2 separate regions of the Zea mays genome follow, and region 1 is linked to region 2. A link is a contact called in public Hi-C data. All regions are on one chromosome and are shown on one strand. Each heading gives the region's core, a stretch centred on a gene start, on an enhancer-like site or on the middle of the called end of the contact. The rest is flanking DNA. Distances are from core to core; before and after follow the strand shown. Region 1 holds the start of LOC103653686 (ASC1-like protein 1). Region 2 holds the start of LOC100284938.

The links. Hi-C and Micro-C count contacts between places; a contact is called where the count stands out from the background.
Region 1: a Hi-C map of ear shows a contact between it and region 2, with 4 times the contacts expected there. The contact joins the promoter of LOC103653686 here to the promoter of LOC100284938 in region 2. A contact is called at or near these places in 2 of 25 Hi-C or Micro-C datasets (ear and tassel).

What each region holds. Positions count from the first base shown.
Region 1 is chr4:132,135,697-132,143,174 of Zm-B73-REFERENCE-NAM-5.0, reverse strand. It overlaps LOC103653686 (ASC1-like protein 1), which reads right to left and starts at 3,577. Exons shown (of 7, transcript XR_565642.3): 1 at 3,191-3,577; 2 at 866-1,095; 3 at 619-774; 4 at 256-441.
Region 2 is chr4:131,387,837-131,395,064 of Zm-B73-REFERENCE-NAM-5.0, reverse strand. LOC100284938 reads right to left here and starts at 5,601. Exons shown (of 2, transcript NM_001372151.1): 1 at 5,188-5,601; 2 at 4,792-5,085. The coding sequence starts at 5,554. The coding sequence ends at 4,943. LOC100284151 reads left to right here and starts at 2,132. Exons shown (of 2, transcript NM_001157048.2): 1 at 2,132-2,770; 2 at 4,085-4,596. The coding sequence starts at 2,348. The coding sequence ends at 4,246.

The DNA.
Region 1 (7,478 bases), core at 2,328-4,827, 750 kb before region 2:
TCATTTGTGTGGCCAATGGAAGTACATAGTAAAATTCTCTTTAGAGTCTAAGATGCTACTGTCCGACTATATAAAGGAATGTTCTTTAGACTAGAGGAAGTCACTGTCCAAGTTTTCACAATAACCGTTTGAGTACAGAACAAATAAGATACCAATCTACTTTCGACTGTATATGCAAACAAACTTTTACGAACTCGATGATTTTTCTTGGCATAAGAATCTGATAGACTTATGAGCCAGAACAGAAGAATTTACCTTGTACTTCTCAGAATCCAGAATGGAAAATAAGTGAGGCGGAGAAGAACCCATGAAATAACAAAAAACAGAAACGAAACATTGGCAAGCCAATCACAATGACTGTACTTGGACATCTTCCCTACTTCCAGGAAAACATCACTTGCATCATGAATTGCCAATACTATAGAGCCAACTCTAGCAAATCTGGTTGACGAAGGAAAAGAAGATTTTAGTTAAAACATTGTCTACGAATTATGAAAGGAGTTAGAAAAAGAAATTAACAAATCAGCAATGATGACTAAGAAGTTCTCCTATACTGATACAATGATGTTGCAAATTCATGAAACAACAGCTAAAAGTTATTCAAGATAAGAAACATACCTGAACACGTAAGATAGAACAATCAGGACGACAGTAGCAACATGATGTGACATTGACACTCCAAAGTCTGAACGCCTTGTTTCCCAAAACATAAGTGCAAATATGGAATATGTGTAGAATCCAGCAGCATACATATATACAGCCTTAAGTTTCAATCTGAGAGTAAGGGCACAACCATTAGATCTAGAGCAGATTGAAAACCAGTGAGAATTTTTATTAAAAAGTACAGTGGAAGGATCAGAATTACTTTATCTTTTGATCAGGCCAGACCTGTTCTCCTGGTCCTACCCAAAAATATCTGGTATTGGTGAACCAAGGCTCGTTATATGTAACCGACAAAGCTAAAAGCTCTCCAGACAGGAAATAAACACATTTCCAAGCTGATTCCTTGAATTTTCTTATCTTCTTCCTTCCTTCTTCTGTTTCATTATTAGTGCTCTGATGTCCATTTCTATTTATAAGCCTCCTTGCAACCCACTAAAACATTTACAGAAAAGGAAAGCAGTTAGGTTGTTGATTAATGCAAAACTTTGGAAGGAACATCATATATATTTTTTTCTCGAACATGTGGGTGAGTTGATCTTTGTATTAAAGAGAGAAAAATAATGGACCATTACAACACAACCCCTATAATCTTAAGAGGGGGTTGCAAAAAAGAAGAAAATAAAAAACGATCACCTGATACAAAAGGATCAATCATGACCTAACGAATATCATATATCAAGTAATAAAATAAATGCAGAAGAAACAAAAATGTGAAAAAAGTAGACGGATCATTAAAATAAATGCATAAGAAACGAGGGACAAATCCAGTGCTAGAGCCTCCCACACAGTGGGATCTAGGGAAGGGATAAATTGAGGCAAGCCTTCTTCCACAAATGCGGAGAGGCTGCTTCGAACTGGCGACCAGGTGACTTAGTGAGACAGCTCTCACCACTGCACCAGGTCTGCTCTTCGTGGCCTAAAGAAATCAATGATTAAAATAAATGCAAAAGAAACAAAAATGTGAAAAAAGAGAGTAGATGGTCAAAAGAGAAATCATTCGAATACCAGAGACCAGAGTACAAGACAATAGAAGCATAAGTCTATTTTGAATGATTCTGAAGCCATACATCATGTTAATGTAACCCTTTTCCAAACAACATATTTCAAAGACATAAGCAAATGCGAACTCAATAATGAGAAGAATGATAAGTACTGATGAAAATGATTTCAGCAGGGAATGAAAATATCTCAAGTTGAAAGATAAAGCAAATGATAGAAGTGATTGTGCATCATTTTGTATAATATGTTAATAACACTTTGGTAAAATGAACATTTCCATTTTTCATCTAGTTGAACTTACCATCTCAACTAGCCTTCCCCAATTAGCAGTATTTATAAATGTACATAATTTATCCTGCTGTAAAGCTTTTAGCTTCACCAAAATGAATGGTAGAACACTGCATTACTTGTGTCCAAATGCTAAAATGCAACTGCTGACTGGCTACAATTACTTTCCAGGTCTGAATGCTCATACATATAGCTAGCACTAGAAAATTTTAATAACACCTTATTGCAAAACAGAAAACTTAACATACAAAACCAAAAAGGCACTTTAACAGATATAATATATAAAGCTCAGCGAAATTTATGGTCCCAGAAAATCATGAAGGTGAAGTGAACTGTTCTCACGCTCCACACCTGGAACATGCGTGATATCGTAATCAACAGGTATTGTAGCATTTAAATGGATTTATACTTTATTTTCGTAGCTAAAAATCCTCAACCAACTGATTAAAAAAACAGGAATCTCTTACTCCAGAAACTGTTGTCCAACAGAAGACCTTCTAAACAGGTCAGCCAACTAAAAGAGCAACCAACTGTACTTAAGTTTACCATACTAAAAGAGCAACTAATCCTAGAAATAGTATGCCAATTGGATGTAAATAATGCGACTCTCTTTTAACAAGTCAGTACGAACAGCTGCCAACATAGTGATGTACGAACCAACAAGTTCTTCAAGGGACCTGCTCGATGCAGCAAACCAACCAACCAGGCTACTCCCTCCATATCAAGAACCAACGTTAAAAGAACAAGCATCCCATGGACTCCCGTTACCTTCTATGCGCAAGCTGCATAGCATCAGCATTGGACTAATCCTGGATTCCGGGACCACCATTTCTCGTTGAGAAACATGGTGCCCATACGGTAAGCATATTTCAGTGAACATAGGTCGAGGAGAGGGAAATTTTGCTATGAGAGGAAAAGGAAAAGAAAAGATGTAATTTTAGATCTTGAGTAGAAGCAAATCATTTAAGCTTGATTGCTTAAAAAGGAAAAAAAAACAATGAACCAAATTAACCCAATGCACGCAACGGTTAGATGATGAGATCACTAAAAATAGCGCCTCCTTGCACACAAGACAAGCAGGTTAGCCGAGGCAATTGTACAAGCTGCGATTAGAGCCCGGGGACCCAGCAAAAAGTTGAGGCGAGTTTCTCGGCAGCAGGCTACGCGCTCGCGTCCAGCGCAGAGCCGAAGACCTTGAAACAACGGAAGAAAGAAAGAAAGACGGCGAGTGCAGGCGCACCTCGAAGACGAAGCGGTCGAGGAGGTAGCGGACGGTGGGGAAGAAAAGGACGAAGACGGGGAGCGCGAGGAAGTCGTCGTACGCCGGGTAGGCCTCTCGCTCCCAGTCCACGGCCGCCAGGAGCCGCCCCGCCGCCTCCCCGAGCCCCATCCCCGCTCCCACGGCCCCGGCCGAATCGAAGGTAATTTCTGGATGGAGTCCAGTGGCGGCGGCGGCCAGAAAGGTCGACGGGATTGGACCCGATTCGGCAGCTCTGGGCAGGATTCCCGCTGTGTGGCAACGCAGCGCTTGCCTCTGAAAGCGAATTTACCCTTTTCCCTGTTCGTTTGCCACCGGTTCTTCTCCCTGTGTTCTGTTTTACTCGCGCCCATCTACTGTACGATTAGTTTGAGAAATTTGCTATTTTGCCATTTGGCGATTACTTTGGGCCTGAGCCTCCCTGCGACCCTGCCGCTGCCGGAAAACCTGTACGGATAATTCTAAAAACTTGGGGATTTTCGCTAAGGCCTCGTTTAGTTAGACCGTTAGATGGACTAAACATTAATCCCTGTTTTTATATCATTTAAAGCTAGTTTAACAACTTTATTTTTTAAGGAATTCCTATTTTCCTAAAAAAATAAACTAATTTCTCTTGGGAAATTAATATCTCTTGAGAAAATAGAGTTACCAAACAGTCATCAGTATCTTCTTTTGTTAAATGGAAGGACTAAAATTAAGACTAAGGGCCCGTTAGGTTTCTTTAGTCCAGGACTAAAGTTTAAGTAGGAGACTAAAGTTTAGTCTATGTTTGGTTCTATGGACTAAAAATATTAAAAAACATTAAATGAATCATAAGAGGACCAAAATACCTCCTAGTATTCCTCCACCATCAGTGCAACTGAAATAAAGGAGGGACAAAAGGTGGAATTAATATAGTTTATTTCTTTTTAGACTGTCTCCAGCAGCGTCCCCTAAATTTCGTCCCCTAAAGGAATATTCTCTGTACTTTACAGGACACTCTAAAAGATTCTGTCCTCTATATCTTCTGTGTCTCCAGCAACGTCCCCTAAATTCGTTCCCCTAAAGCTACAGTGTTAACAGAATTCGTTTTTCCTTTTCTTTTTCTGTTTTCTTTGTTTTGTACCCATTTAATGGTACTCAAAGGATGCTAAAAAATTTGTAATCAATAATATTACAAATAATAATCTAAAAACTATGGTTCATTAATAATTTCGAAATGTACAAAATAAATAACATTGCATTTTATGTTGTGTGTAATTATTGTGGAAAAACGTGACACAATATTTGAATCGTATGAAAAAATGTTTACGAATTCACATGCTTCCACCGTAAGCCACGACACTTCTTCAACAAGCCATTGTCTAGCTTCGGCTGCACGACAAGAGCATGGCTTCTCTCCCAAGCCTATCCCTTCTATAAATAATCACTACTTCAACACTTCACTCACACTTCGCATACACTCATCCACAACAATGAAGCGGTTCGTAGATTCCAATATTTTTCTTAGGATGGCACAAGACATGGAAGATGAAGACCATGAGCTCGAGGTTGCGACGTACCAACATCGTAGGCGTCATGCACTTAACGAGTGTCGGTACGCTGGTTCCATTCCCGGTCGTGTTCGAATCCATCGTGACCATATCAGTGGTGATGCAAGAATCCGAGCCGACTACTTTTGCGCCCAACCGGTTTACACGGATGCACAATTTCGGAGGAGGTATGTTTATTCATACGCACATGTATTAACGCCCATAGTACGTACTTGACAATTGTACTAAAAAAAGTTTGCAATATAGGTTTCGCATGCGTCGCCATGTGTTCGAGCGTCTCGTTCTTGTTGTGCAACAAGTGGATCTGTACTTCGTTCAACATCCAAACTGTGCCGGTGAGCTAGGCCTATCTGCCCTTCAGAAAGTTGTTGCTGCCATACGTATCCTTGCATACGGTGTTCCTGCGGATGCCGTTGACGAGTACGTACGAATTGGAGAATCTACAGCACATGAGGCTTTGAAACACATTTGCACTACCATCCAAACTGCTTTTGGGGGGGTATTATCTTAGGAAACCTACTCCTGCTAATATCGCTAGGCTTCTCCAAGTTGGAGAATCACGCGGCTTCCCTGGTATGCTTGGTAGTGTCGATTGCATGCATTGGGAGTGGCGTAACTGCCCAACTGCATGGAAGGGGATGTTTACCAGTCGCGGTAAACACCCTACAATGATCCTCGAAGTTGTTGCCTCATATGACTTATGGATTTGGCATGCATACTTCGGCATGCCCGGTAGCTGTAACGACATCAATGTTCTTCAGCGTTCAAACCTGTTCGATTCGCATCTTAATGATGATAGTCCACCAGTAGTTTCTCCGTCAATGGACACGCCTACAACATGGGATATTACCTAGCAGATGGTATTTATCCGGACTGGCCAGCGTTTGTCAAGACAATCTGTCATCCGTATGATGTGAGGACCCAACATTTTGCCACTGTTCAAGAGTCTGCTAGAAAAGACATTGAACGAACATTTGGAGTACTACAGAAGCGATGGGCCATAGTTCGTGGTCCTGCATATGGTTGGTCTCCACAACACATTGGAGATATCATGAAAACATGCATCATATTGCACAACATGATCGTAGAAGATGAAGGTCCTTCGTCTTTGAACACAAGCTTCGACAACATCGGAGTTTTGGCGGATACTAGTCATGGTTCCATTTCGGAGCGCAATGAGTACATCAACAACAGGTACGACCAACTACATGATCCAGTCAAATATAATCAGTTGCAGGTTGATCTAATCCACCACCACTGGGCACGGCTTGGATCCGGAGCTGCTTAAGTATGAAGTTTATGTCTGCCATGTGTTAAGTATGTTTGTCATTGTCATGTCTAGTGTGTTATGTCGTCAGTTCTGTTAATCCGAAGCTAGTATGTGTTAAGTATGAAGTTTGTCATGTCGTCGGATCCGTTATTCCGAAGCTACTATGTGTTAAGTATGATGAAGTTTATGTTTGTGCTATGTGTAATGCAAAAATATGAATAATAGAAACAGATGAATGTTTCTACTAATCCGAAGCTGGCCAATGTGTAATGCTATAATTCACGAATGATATAAGAAGTCTACTATTATTAAGCAACATGACTGAGTTCTAATATCACAGAACATAAAATTGTCGAGTGCAGAAACATAAAATTGTTCTCGAAAACAAATAAGAGTACTTCCTCAACCACTACAATCAACTTTCACTTGCTTGACGACGAGCTTCCAGTAACCCTTGCCAGAATCTCCTGTTGTTTTGCCTCGTAGTACTGTCGAAGAAGGGGGTTACATTTTGTCAAATCCATGCTCAATATGAGAACCTCCTGTTCCGTGTCCTCCTTCACCTTTTGTCGTTCCATCTTCATCTTCTCTAAATTTAGCTTCTTCCTCTCCAATATCAGTTTCTGCCTCTCCTATTTTTTCATGAACTCCAACTTCTTCTCCTCAGTTGAAGCTACTGATTTGTAGACAGATAACCGTTCCAAAGAGAGCTCACCCATTCGTGTTAGGTACTCCGAATCAGTGGATGATGTGTTCTCTGATCTTTGCTTCTTTGCCTTTTCCTTGGCTGAATCACGACCAAGCGACCTCTTCGAAGTAAAGCTTGATGAGCTGATTCTTCAGTAGCATCACAGTCAATAGTATTTGATTGGGTACCAATTGGGTTGGGTGGAGGATTTTGGGTGCCCATGTGCTGGTCCATCCATTTAGGCTGATCCTTCAATATGGACCAGCAATGTAAGAAATGGAAGGGCTTCTTTTCAACAGCAGCAAAACGAGTAGCCGCAAGCGAAGTCTGCAAAAGAAAATCAGTTGGTTTTCTCGAACATTTACTTACAAAAGGCTGTTAGCTTCTTCTGAACATTTACGAACATTTACGTACCTTATCTGCTTCAGTAATGCCACTTGGGTTTTGTCGAAGCACAGCCATCATGTATCCAGCAAAGGTAGAACATTGAGTTTTGATACTGTCCCACCTGCTCATGAGAGATTTCGTAGACCTCTCTGGCATTGATCCTCTACGAGAGTTGTATGCCTCTGTAATCCAATTCCAAAATCCTTGACGTTTCTTACCAGTGTTCACAATCGGATCACAACTGACAGCCAACCATGCTTGACAAACCCTCATATCCTCTTCAGACATGAAATTGGCTAGCTTTGTGTGTTGAGGAGGCTTCTTCACTGGAGGTGGTGCTGGTGAGGCCTGGGCTGGTATATCAGGCGGAGGAGGAAGTGGAGTGTTGTCAAA
Region 2 (7,228 bases), core at 4,352-6,851:
CCACCGTTGGTATAGGATCCTACAACTGGGATTAAAATAACAACGTGGACACTCTAGGAGCGACGATAGGGGGAGCAAAGTGGCAATATGCCCCATATTGCTCCCCTAGTTCTATAGGGACTGTTAGTTTCTTTAGCTAATTCTCATATAAATAATGTAAAAATGCTTCTAACAGCCTCTCCTAATCTAATTTGGTCCTCCTAATCTTAGATATTGGCTTCGCCCCTGATTTGGTGAGCGTTGCACACAACTTTAATATATAGAAATACCTATCCATAGAAGATGTGGAGGGTTGAAAGGTGATTGCTCCCAAGAGACATAGATAGAGATGGTAATGGGGAATGGCTCTGCATCCCTGTCCCCGCTGGGAGAAAAATTCTTGTCCCCGTCCCCACGAACGTTAGGGATGAGCTTTTTCACACATCCTTGTCCCCGTCAGAGAATTTATCTCTGCAAGGAATCCATTCCCATTAGAAAATGCAATATTTAATACAAATTTAAATTGAATATATTAAATCAATATAAATTGAACAAACAAGATATAAAACTATAAGATACATCTACTCTAAAGTTTAGTTTGCTATTTTATAATATGATATGTATTATGTTCTCACTATAATTTTAACAAGTCAATGGACTAATTTAAATCAAGAGAAGTTTACGGGGCAGATATGCGATGAACGGGGACAAAGAATGGTTCCATGTCCCCGTCCCACGAACACGACGAAGACTAAAAAATTTCGTGTTTCGATTCCCGTGGAGATTAAATTACTCTCATGCTCGTATAGAGAAATTCCGTATAGAGAATTAGGGAGCAGGTCCTGGTCGCCATATCTAGACGCAGACACTAATTCTAGTGTTCCCTATTAAATGAAGGCAACATATCTAATAAAAAAGGATTAGAATGCTAATTGTTAACAACAAATCCTATTCATCACATCCACACGGCTGAGTGCAGTCTCACCTGAAGACGACACCCCTATTAGGTTTGTTCGGTTAGTTCTCAATTTATATGGATTGAGTGAGATTGGGTGGGTTTAAATCTCAAGCAAGTCAAACATCTTCTTAATTTTTTTCCCAATCCTATCCAATCCATGGGTAACGGGATTAACCGAACAAGATCTTATGTGGAAACGCAGAGTTCCTTAGAAAATAGTGAATGTGTGATTGACCCAATCATAGATAGTTCATCTGACAGATATGATTTAATATTTATATATTCAGTCATTCACACTTAATTACTTTTACCTTAGCTATATTGCATTGATGGCTCATGTGTAATCACCGCTATATATGGTCAAACAGGTCGTGCTAAATGGGCCGGCACTAAGCACGGCACGGCCCAGAGTGCTTCGGCACGGCACGTGCACGATTCATATAGTGCTGGTGCCGGCACGACACGAGTCTAGTGCCGTGCTTGGGCCGCCACCTCGGCACGATGAGCTAGCACGAGCACGACACGATTAACTGTCTAGCACGGTTAGGCACGACTTAGATCAACATGTGGTTTATAGATGTGATTGTGATATGTGCACGTGGTTATACATTGTTATTTGTTATGATTTACACATAATGAATTCACTTTATAATGGTATAAATTTTCAAGTTTTAAAATTATATATATAATTTTAAATATCTTTTATATTTTTTAAGATTTTAAAATGAAATAGTGCCTGAGCTGGCACGGGCACTATTAGGTATTAGTGTCGTATAGTGCCGGCACGACACGATTAGACACTATAATGTAGTGTCTGGGCCGCTGATTAGGCACTAGTACCAGCATAGTACGACATAATTACTAATAGTGACTAATAGTGCCGTGCCTAATAGTGCTAGTGCTCTGTTGGGTCGGACGGCCACCATACCGCTTATCTTATGGTGTGAGGTGAATAGTCACATCATACGAGCTGGATCCTGCAGGGGCACACCGTGTGTCCGTGCCCTCTCCGGTGTCAGTGCGGTCAACACTCAACACACAGACAGCATGTCCATTTCATCGCACGGCTCACCGCATACGCCGGTCACGTCGACATCCACGGAAAGCCGGGACCCGCCCGGGTGCGGCGGGGCGGGGCGGGGCGGGGCGGGGCGCGTGACCCAAGTGCCCACGGCCCGCCCTGGCACCCACCGCACCGCCACATCCGCGCCTCTCGATACCAAACAGAACAAGCCGCACAGTGCGGTCCTGTCCTGCGTAGTTTGACCACGACGCGACCAGCCCCCGCTCCTCTCCTCCTCCCTTGCCGAAGCACCCCACAGCAGAAGCGAAAACGGCAAAGCCAGCCGGCGGGCTAGGCAGGCATGCTTGCCCGCTGACGCAGCTGAAGCGAGGCGACCCGCAGCCGCCATGGATCCGGCGTCCGAGGAACTCGAGCGCCGCAGCCGCTATCTCAGCTCGCTCATCCGCCGCACTAAGCTTAGCGCCGTCCCGGCTCCTTCTCAGCCGGAGCCCGAGCCCGGGGTGACGCAACCGACTCCGGAGCCGGAGCCGGAGTCCGCGGTGGAGAAGCGCGGGGAGGCCAAGGCGGAGCCAGTGGTCGATGAGGAAGAGAAGCGGGAGGCCAAACAGGCCGGGGACGGGAAGGGGAAAGAGATCAAGGGGAAGGACGACGGGGGTCCCAAGGAGGACAACAGAAGGAAGGTGTCGGTGCGGGTGCGCGCCGCCGACATGCCCCTGCCGCTGCAGCGCCGCGCGGTCCGGCTCGCCTACGAAGCCATCGCCGCCATGCCGCGCCTCGACAGCAAGCGCCTCGCCCTCGCGCTCAAGAAGGTATGCCACCGTCCTCCCTACGTCTCGGTAGTTACATTAGAAATGCGGGTAGTGCAGTTATGCATTTGGGTTTGATTCGGGTAGGTGTTACTAATGATGAGGTTAGTTGTAGGAAATATGGCTAACTGGCTAGTCCCGAGGATGTACTCGGATTGGATATGGACGGATATTAGTCATAGCCTCATACCATATTTGTTTTCACATTTTCTCTTCAAATTCAGATCGGATACGGATATTATCGAGTTGTGTCGGATAAGATTTAAATGGATATCGACGTCTTAGATATCCAACTTTGAGTATATGGATACGGATCGGATATTGAATACCCGGACTCGAATACACGGATAGGATCTTGGCCCTCTTACACAGATCGAATTCGAATACAGACGAATAATATACGTACCATTTACATCCCTAGCCCCACAGTGGCTAGTCACAACTCATATCAAACCTTGCTGGGAGGGGTTTAAAAATCAGACATCCAGTTTGGTTAAAAAGAAAAGAGAACCAGTTTGACATTCAGTTTGTCCTCTCTGCAGTTCTTTTGAGATGAAATGCAAGTCCTCGAGGTGCTTCTGTAGTTGTGTGAGAATTGTGCTACGGCTTCGCTTTTTTATAGTTATTTAACCTTACAGCTAATGTAAGAGACATGCTTGAGGAATTCATTAGCTAGCTTTACATCCTGCCTACGACTCGTTGCATGCCCTTTAGCAAATTCAATTTTCCATCAGTACAGCCGAGGCGATCTGGATGAGGAAGGTGACAGTGTTAGAGATTTACAGTCATGAAATGCCATGTGTGCATCATAACTTATTACTTGAGGCTATTGCTTCCCAGAACATTCTTATGCTCTGTGTGTACAATAATTTATTTTAGTCCTACATAACTGTTTGGACTTCGTCGCTATGAATAGATGTGTTATAGGTTTACAACTGAAATGACTGTTTTCTCATGGGTTTTCAAGCTTACAACTTAGTGCAATATTATGTCCTCCCTCCTATGTTTATGAAGGCAGCATTGCTCTTCTTTTATATTGACCATTTGGTGTTCCTGGAAACCGTAGAAAATCATTTGTAGCTCTGTGCATCCTTAATATGATATATAACTGTTAGTGTTGACTCTTACTATTAGTTATAATCTGGGTTCTAGTATTCATTTCCATTAATCTGCTGATTACTTGAGGCTATTGCTTCCCAGAAATTTGGTTGTGCATTAGTTATTTAACCCAGGATTTGAATTTTTGGTGACTCTGCGATTGATCGATCGATCTTCTCATTGTTAATGGTAGATGATATTGTTTCCATCTTCCTGCAGGAATTTGATACGGCATATGGTCCTGCTTGGCATTGCATTGTTGGAACAAGCTTTGGTTCCTATGTCACTCACTCCCTGGGAGGTTTCTTGTACTTCTCTGTTGACAAGGCCTACATTCTTCTCTTCAGAACAGCTGTTGAGCCACTAGTCCGTCCGCGATGAGGGGCCATGAAACAGTCAACTAGCTGGCGCATTCTGTATTCGACATTTAACTGCAGAAGGTTAAGAGGAGTAGAACCACTATCGCCCTCGGTGCAAATATGTAGACCTAATCTGCTGTAACTAGTTTTTCCATGTACTCTGCACAGATCTGCCATGTAAACCTTCAACTTTAGCAATCGGAGCTGTAACTCGACTCAATTCTTCAGGGCGTGTTTAGATGCCAGGGAACTCCCACGCCTGGGGACGCTGCTTGTGCCTGGAGCAACCCATTTGCATCCTGTATTGTGTTGTAACCTTAGTCGGACGTAGAGATTTGAGATTCAATCATCGGTTCTGATCGATGCTCCATATATGATCTGCGCGCTTTTAACTGGCTTCTAGATTCAGAAAGAATGTTTAGTGTCACATGTTCAGAAACATATTGATAGGTGAAACCTGAAATTACTTTCTCAATTCCACCTCTGTACTAGTAGTCTGATAATCATTAGATACCTTATATTATTATGGAGCTGAGTGAGGCGAATGAGCTACTGTTTCATCATCCATTTTGTTCAGTTAATACTGTATTATTAGTATTAACAAGCAGCACTCATGCTGTCATGCAGTGCCTATCACTACTACATCTGAAATGTATTCTGTCGCTGTCCATTATAGCTAACTGAGGCGATAAAACAGAACGATGCAGAACAGACTAAATTAAAATGGTGCAGCCATGGGGATCATCTGGCCCAAAACGAACGACGCCACCAGGCTCCAGATGCTACTGAACTGGACACCCCTCGACGAGGCACCATGATGGTGCTGCTGTGCCGGGGCGGGCGGCGGCGGCGCTTCCACGACTGCATGCATTCATTGCATAGTGTCAGGTGTCATCTGATGGGGGCTCGGGGGTGGGTAAACGCAACGGCGGTCGGCTACGGCTAGGCTAGAGAAGGACTAACCAGGCTCGTGGGAGGCCCCGGTACGGCAGCCGACGGGCAGGCCGCAGCGGGCGGGGAGCTTGAACATCTGCTCCCTGGTGACGTTGAAGGTGGCGAGAAGCTCCGGGTCGGCGAAGAGGCGGCACATGCACGGCATCTCGGCCGCCGCGGCGTTGTGCATGGCCGTGCAGCACGTGGGAGAGGGGTGTTTGGTGGTCTTGAGGTACGCCGTGCACGGCAGCAGCTCCTCCAGGCACGGCAGCGGCAGGTGCGCTGAGGGGGCCACGTCTTGCGCAGCGCCCGCCGGGGCATGCGCATGGCGCGAGGAGACGGTCTCGGCGAGGAGGAGGAGGAGGAGGAGCGCGGCGAGGTGCGCGCATGGACGCATCGTCGTCGTCCTTGGTCCAGCCGCCCAGGCTTAGGAGAGGGCAGGGTATGACCGGTGACGATGCGAGGTTCAGGGAGGTGGACGATCGCCGGGCCCATTTGACTTGTTATTTCGAGCAAAAGGCGGTGATTTTGCCAAGTTCCTAGGATCACATACTATATGTTTGGTTGGTGTAGAAGTCGAGCCAGGCCTATATGAGTTAGCCAGTACTGATAGAACTAAGATAAATTCATGTATATGACTTTGTTTAGTTGTTTACATAGACTCGTGTAGACTTAAGATAAACTTTGTTTAGATGCTTGCACGAAAACATGAATTAGAGAAGAATGTATAAATAATTTTTCAAATACGATAATAGTATTAATGATTTAGTTTTGTTCATAAAAATCTTAAAAATATAAATATGAAATCGGTTCGCTGATTAAATCTCTTAATTAGAAAATATAATAAAAAACAAACTAAAAAGCATTATCGTGATGTGTGTCCCTTATAGGCGGCCTGCATGCAGGTTGTATACCCGCATACGCAGCGATCGGCTTACTATGTGGAGCCCTACTCACCAGCTTTTTTGTATGCAGTGTGCCTGCATTCACTCATTCAACTACCAAACAAATCAGGCTTTAAAACTCCGCGCATGCAGCTGCACGCTGGCACCGGTGAACCAATCACGCGGATAGTGGAGCGGCTAAAGAACACACTCTTGAATAAAAAAAAGAATGCAAGTCTCCTTTTTAAGGAACTAAACAATTTCAAACTTAATCAACTATATACAGAAAATAGCTAACACCTCACATCTAGAGTGTGTAATGAGTATCACTGAAATATATTTTTTATAACAAAAAATATTTAAAGATAGAAATATTAATATTGTTTTTAATAAATAAAAACATTGTTTGACTCCTCGACCATGAAATGAGATTTTACATTAGTTAGGGCCTGTTTGCGGGGTAATAATTTGTCTAGATAATAGATTATATAATCTAACTTATTTAAACTAACACTTAATCCAAAATAAGTTAGATTATATAATTTGTGTAGATAGTGTTAGTTCAAATAAGAAGATTATATAAACTAACTTATTTAAACTAACACTTAGTCCAAAATAAGTTAGATTATATAATTTGGGTAGATAGTGTTAGTTCAAATAAGTTAGATTATATAATTTGGGCAGATTATAATCTCAAACAAACATACCCTTTGTTCAAATAACTAATTGTTAGGCCTACTGGGATCAGAATAACTCCTAAACATTCTGTTGGCTCACTTAGGGGTTGTGAATCATCTAGTCCACTAAGTGACGTTTTGGTAATTAATGATAACCATATGTGGACTAACAATTCTTGGAGAAATAAGAATGCAAGTTGGACCACAGGGAGAAGATCCTTATCAAAAATCTTAAAGACTTAAAACATTGGTTGTGGATCCGATAAAGGCAAAGGTATAACATATGTTTTGTTTTTGACCGGTCACCAGGTGTTTAGAGAAGAAATTGATTGGATTAGTAGGCTAGATAGCCATGCCATTAAGAGGGATCAATGACAATTATCTGTGTGAAAATTAGTGCCCCAGAGCATCTAGTTGTTGCATTTGCATGAGGACTAACAACACTTCCGATTTTGAGGTTTAAAATATTTTCAAAAGAGTGTTTGAAAACTGAGTAAATTGTCTGTGTTA